Linked DNA regions of Mus musculus: region 1 is linked to region 2. A link is a contact called in public HiChIP or PLAC-seq data. All regions are on one chromosome and are shown on one strand. Each heading gives the region's core, a stretch centred on a gene start, on an enhancer-like site or on the middle of the called end of the contact. The rest is flanking DNA. Distances are from core to core; before and after follow the strand shown. Region 1 holds the start of Tmtc2 (transmembrane and tetratricopeptide repeat containing 2). Region 2 holds the start of Lrriq1 (leucine-rich repeats and IQ motif containing 1).

Region 1 (2,926 bases), core at 112-2,611, 2.3 Mb before region 2:
GGTATGATTTTTAAAAAAACTTTAAAAAATACATTATACCGGGGAGCACTGAAGAACAAGAATCACCATCTTCAATATATTATTTGAGAACTTCCTACGTGCTCATAATATTTTGATCAAATCACAATTTGCCTGTTGGAGGTTGAACACACATTTGTCAGTTTCCAAACGATTTCTTTGTGAAGTCAGACATCCTTATTCTGCAGGCGTTCAAACTTTTCAGATCGCTGCCACATACCCAGGGAGTCCACTTTCCTTATTATCTTTGAAGAGCTTGCTGGTTAGGTGCAAAAGGGGAAGTTGGAAGTCAGCCCTGCAAGGACGTGTTTTCTGTGCCCTGTAGCTTCCCCACAGCAGGGGGCGCTGCAGTCGTGTTCATCATAGTCCAAGGGAGCGACCAGGGCAGTCAGAAAGGGAACCAGGCAGGAAGGGGGTGTGGCAGACAGCTCTCGGATCTCTTTGGTCATGCAACTTTAGTACCCAGCGCTCCTTCTGCCCAGACCATTCTTCTGCACCGTATTTCATCATGTTGGATGCCTTCCATCCAGTCTTGCATCCGGGCGGAAAGGAAAGGGCATTAGCTTTCCGCTCTGCTGGGTTTAAGGATGCCGTTGTAGAGGGTTGCATTAGCGTGGTCTCTTCTATAGTCTCAGAGTCAGCTTGACAGTCCTGAACCACTAAAGACACCCATCCCCACGCAATTTCTGAGGAACGCGTGGGTGTTTCTTACCTTCTTGCCTCTCCTCTTTCATTTCCTGGATCCCTTTTCATGATCTTACTGCGGGGCACGCGTCTTTCCACTAATATTAATGTCGACCGTCACGGCGTGGCCTCGGAAAACTCTCTCCTAAACGCTGCTTCCCTGGCTCTTCAACAGGCCCTTCCATCCCAATTCAGCTCACGCATCGCGCGCGCGCGGGGCAATAGATCCTTAGTGTCAACCGAGGTTGCCAGCGCTCTGCAAACCTGTTCTACCTCTCCGCGTCCCGAGAAGTCTCTCCAGCTGACCAGTCTTTTGCCTGACAGCTCTTGGCACTAGACGTTTGGCTTGCGATCTAGAGCGTGCAAAGCGCCTCCCCGCAGCACTGGGCAAACCATTGACTCCTCCTGTCGCCTCTCTCCTCCATCTCCCAGAGCCCAGGGCACACTCTAGCTATCGTTTTGGGCAATCTTCCAAAAGTCATCTTTGTCCTGGGCTTTGGGGGAGGCTTTCCAGAGTCAAAAAGAAGGTGAAGGAAGATGAAGAAGAGAGTGGGGCCAGAGTACCAGGCTGGAGCAGCTAGAAGAGTGGGCGGAGCCTCCAGCCAGTGGGGGTAGACAGGGAGGAGTCTGCGGGGAGGATCTGGGTGGAGAAAGGGGCCGGGCTAGCTTAGGGTGGTGGGCTGGCCACGCAGGCGCGTGGGGCCGCGACGAGAACCCCACGCGGGAGCTTTTGGAGTCCCCAGTCGCCGCTTCTCACTTCACTGGAGAGGGGTCCGGGAGGGAACCAATAAAGAGTGAATGTGCCGCAGCCGCGGTGGCGGCCGAGTTGCTGCGAACGGCCCCGGAGTCGTGCGCCCGGGAGGCGGCGAAGGGAGGCGGTTCGCCTCGTCCCTCCCACCCGCCCCTTTCTCTCTCGGTCTCTCTCTCTGTCTCTCCTTTCCTCCCGCTGGTCCCAGATCCTCGCTCTGTCCAGCCCTTTGGTCCCCCCTCTTGCACTCTTCTATCTCCGCAGTCCTTTACCTTAGGGCGTCCCAAAGTGCCATGGGTTAGGGTGGGGACCGCGAGCCGCGGGAAAAGGACAAGCCCCGATTCTCCGCCGGGGGGCGTGAAGCCGATCGCCGCTTGCCTCTCGCGGTTGTCGGGTATGGGGAGAGCGGTGTGAGCCCGCAACCCCCGGAGCACGCAGGAACAGCGGAGCCCGGCGCCCCGAGGAGGAGCCCGGGATCGGAAGAAGGAGAGGAGGGAGGACGAGGAGGCGGGCGGGGAAGCCGGGGAAAAGTGCAGCCAAGGAGGAGAAGGCGGCGGAAGGTGGGGATTGATGCTTCTGTTTTTTGTTGCCGCTGCTGCGCTCGCGCTGGGAGCCAAGCCGGAGGGAAGGCGGTGGAGAGATGATTGCAGAGTTGGTGAGCAGCGCTCTGGGGCTCGCCTTGTATCTCAACACCCTGAGTGCTGATTTCTGCTACGATGACAGGTAAGTGGGTGAGAGAAAGGGGCAATGGCTGCGGTGCGACGGGGGTGGGGTGGGGGCTCCTCGGTGGCTCTGGTACTGCTTGCTGTCAGGCTGAAGCGCGTCTTGGGGGCGGGGTTGGGGGGACAGGTATCTGCACCTGAAGGTTTAGGCGACACGGAAACCGTAACACCTAAAGCAAACAGCCGGGACGGACGCAGGCGCGCTGGGCGGGCCGAACGAGTTTCCGCTCCTACTTTGCAGCAGGTTCTTGCTTGCTTCTTGCTGGTTGGCAGGCGCTTAAGTTTCTTTGCGGAAATCCAGGCAATTTGGAAGACTGTTTAATGAACCCACGTTAAACAAACAACCAGCCAAAGTAAAAATTCCAATAACAATCCTTGGTATACCTTGGTGCAAAAAAAAAAAAAAAAAAAAAAAAAAAAAAAAGAAAGAAAGAAAGAAAGAAAGAAAGAAAAAGCATATTAAGCGATTTTACGTGTGGGCTGGAAGGAAGCACCTCTGCACCCCTAGAAGATCCTCCCCGTGTGGTTTCCTTTTATTGATAGGACACTGATTTCTCGAAGTTAAACGCACATATGACAGTTGCCAAATAGAGGAAAGAGCGCGCGTACTCTGAGTCAACTTTCTCTTTGACGTGTATGATAGTAAACTTTGAGCTGTATCTCGCTGCTGGTTGTATCTCTCGCTCCCCCAACCTTGCTCACGCATCATGGGGAATTCCTTTATAAAAACGTGGGCTTTCAGTTCTGTTTGGGC
Region 2 (3,072 bases), core at 173-2,672:
GCTCTTGACTCTAGCTGCATATGTATCAAAAGATGGCCTAGTCGGCCATCACTGGAAAGAGAGGCCCATTGGACACGCAGACTTTGTGTGCCCCGGTACAGGGGAACACCAGGGCCAAAGGGGGGGAGTGGGTGGGTAGGGGGGTGGGGGTGGGTGGGTAAGGGGGACTTTTGGTATAGCATTGGAAATGTAAATGAGCTAAATACCTAATAAAAAATGGAAAAAAAAAAAATATTTCCTTTTAGAATATAATGCCTTGCTGAAAGCTTCAAACTATAAAACCATTATCTATCTATCTATCTATCTATCTATCTATCTATCTATCTATCTATTTCCACAAGGCGTGTTTCTGGTTTTAATTTTTTTCCTTTGATAAATCAATTGCTTCACAAAAATCCTTTTAAAGACAACAATCCAAGAAAACATATTGTTATAGTATTCACATTTTAAAGATTGTCAGTTTCAAAGACTGAACTTAACTGAAGAAGGCAGCCTGCTGTGTTCCAGTCACAACCTGCGGGAGGGGCCTCTGGGATGGGCGTTTCCCTGCCAGCCATGGGAGAGAAGCAAGTCTCCCGCTGCCCCCACAGGTGCACTGACCACCCAGCAGGCTACACAGTGGCCCATCAGCCCTAGCCGCAAGGGTCACAGTGCATATTGCATATACACTTCTACTTGACAATCTAGACTCAAGAAAGCAGAAAACTTGAGCCCACCAGAGGAGTGGGTCAGCCAGTCTAGATTTCTGCTAGACAGCCAAACAGCAGGAATGACACGGGTTGACTGTAGTAAACCATCATTTATTAAAGTAATACATTTTATGAATGTATATAGTTGCTCTGCAAGAAACACTTTGACACAGTTTTAAAAATTGAACCCATAGAACTTCAGGATTTGTATTGAGTAGTTTCTGTCAATATTGTATAATCTTTATATTATTATATAGGAAATAAGTTTTCAAATTTGCTACATCATACTAGGCTAGGATTAAAATTTTTGATAGGCATTAATTCATAACTAGAAATTATTTAATTCTTGAAAAAACTATTCTCATGGAAAGCAAGCTATTCATTGGCGTTTTCTCCACATCTCTGCGTCAAAAATCACTTTTGAAACACAGGTTTTGTAAAAGATATAGTGTCTATATACATATCCAGTAGACAAATGTTCTTTGCTCAAAAACAAAATCACCTCTACTTGAATCATTATAACAAAAAGGCATATCGTCATTAAATAATTCACCAAACTATATAAGTATTAATAGCAACCTCGAGAAAAAAAAAAAAAAAGATTTCCTCCTCCAGGTCCCGAAATGCAATTCTAATTCCAAAGTAGAATCAAAGTTGTTTGTCCTGCTAGGGCACCGGTAAGGAAGGGCTGCTCCACAGTCTGCAGATTGGCTGTTGCCATGGCTACGGTTTGTTGAGCGTCTGTGGGCGCTGTCTTGCAGGAAGTCCAGATAGCGTTGGTGAGTGAGGAGGGTGTCTGTGAGTGGGTCTGCTGTGATTATCGGGATGCGCCCAGTCCAGTCGCCAGGTCACTGAGCGGCCACTGCAGGCTGGACTCCTGGAAGGACCTGGGACTGCGCAGTACGCGGGACTCCAGCCCCTTCCTTTAACGATTCTCCGAGCTCTGTCAAAAGAGAAGCCAGTCATGCTCCTCTGACTGCACCCCACCTCAACTGTCCGTTCTCTTCTTCCCATCCACCTCCGACCCCTTTACCCGTATGTAATGATTTTGTTGTTCTTACTTTACGGGTGCATTTCCCTGTTCCCTGGCTGACTAGGAGAGCCCTACTCTTTTCCTACTTTTAGATAATTAGCGAGCTCGGTGATTCACTACCAGCGTGAAGTAGTCTAAGGAAGCTTCCTGACACCAGGAGCCTAAGGAGAAAGTTGTTTTCCGAACATTTACATATGCGTCTAGGTGTAAACTTTAGGTGTTCATGTCCCAGGCAACACAGAAAGTGGCCAGGAAATCGCTTGTGGGAAAGGAAGAAATCTGATGTCCATAGCTAGAGGAGAGGAAAGTACAGGTTTTTGTTTTACCCTCTTAGCTTATTAGATACTAGTTCAGTTTGGTGTGGAGAGGACTCCGATGAGGTAACATGTAAGGTGAGTCTATATAGGAAAGGAATACTGAGTGGGGCATAATTTAGTAGGTGGCAAGTCTGATTTAGAGAACAAGAAGAGTGCTTATACGGTATGAAGCAGGTGGTTCCCTTGTGTGTCACTATTCCTGGAGAGATGTGAACAAAAAACTACTCACTGCAGGTGGTCCATCCATGGCAGACCAAAATAAGGGTGCCAACCAAATCCAACTCGGTGAACCAATCAGTTTTATTGGAGTTCCGTAAATGAATACCGTTAATGAGCTATTTTTAGGAACAGAAATGACTGAAAGACAGCTGGATCACCAAAAGCCTACTCCAGCTTGTGTGAGAGCTCAGAACTGCTGGGAATGCGAGGCACAGTGCATAGTCTGGGAGAAGCTCACATGAGCTAGAGGACTGGAAAGCAATTTAGTGGTGAGAGGATCGCTGACTTTGGACACAGCAGCTCTGAGTTAAGGTTCTGTCCCCCTTATACATTAACTTATTGGCTTTAGATGCTTAAAAAGCCATTTCATGTATTTTGTTTGTGAGGGTTTTTTTGTTTGTTTGTTTTTTAAGCTTTATTTATTTTATATATGTGAGTACACTATAGCTGTCTTCAGACACACCAGAAGAGGGCATCGAATCCCATTGCAGATGGTTGTGAGCCACCATGTGGTTGCTGGGAATTGAACTCAGGACCTCTGGAAGAGCAGTCAGGGCAGTTAACTACAGAGCCATCTCTCTGGCCTCCTTAAATAGCCATTTTAAACATCAGTGTTCTCCTGTAAATAGTGAGTATATGATCAGCAGTCATTTAACTTCTTCAGAAGGTCATTAATTATGTATGTATCCTTTAATACTTGGCCTACCACAGTCCTGAGTCTCTTGAAGATCATTGTGGTAGTGACGAAGGTGATGTTGAGGATGTAGAGACACGTTAATGCGAGATCTAAATCCATTTCAAGTAGTAAGGACTT

The links. HiChIP or PLAC-seq counts read pairs in DNA pulled down with a chosen protein or histone mark.
Region 1: an H3K4me3 HiChIP or PLAC-seq map of stem cell-derived neural progenitor cells shows a contact between it and region 2, with 9 times the contacts expected there. The contact joins the promoter of Tmtc2 here to the promoter of Lrriq1 in region 2. A contact is called at or near these places in 6 of 39 promoter capture datasets (cranial neural crest, frontonasal cranial neural crest, hippocampal neurons and 3 more) and 2 of 115 datasets of contacts at active chromatin or transcription factors (astrocytes and stem cell-derived neural progenitor cells).

Annotation. Positions count from the first base shown.
Region 1 is chr10:105,572,914-105,575,839 of GRCm38.p6, reverse strand. It overlaps Tmtc2 (transmembrane and tetratricopeptide repeat containing 2), which reads left to right and starts at 1,361. Exons shown (of 12, transcript NM_177368.4): 1 at 1,361-2,173. The coding sequence starts at 2,091. Gm15663 (predicted gene 15663) reads right to left here and starts at 1,289. Exons shown (of 3, transcript NR_038032.1): 1 at 153-1,289.
Region 2 is chr10:103,234,672-103,237,743 of GRCm38.p6, reverse strand. Lrriq1 (leucine-rich repeats and IQ motif containing 1) reads left to right here and starts at 1,422. Exons shown (of 26, transcript NM_001163559.2): 1 at 1,422-1,468.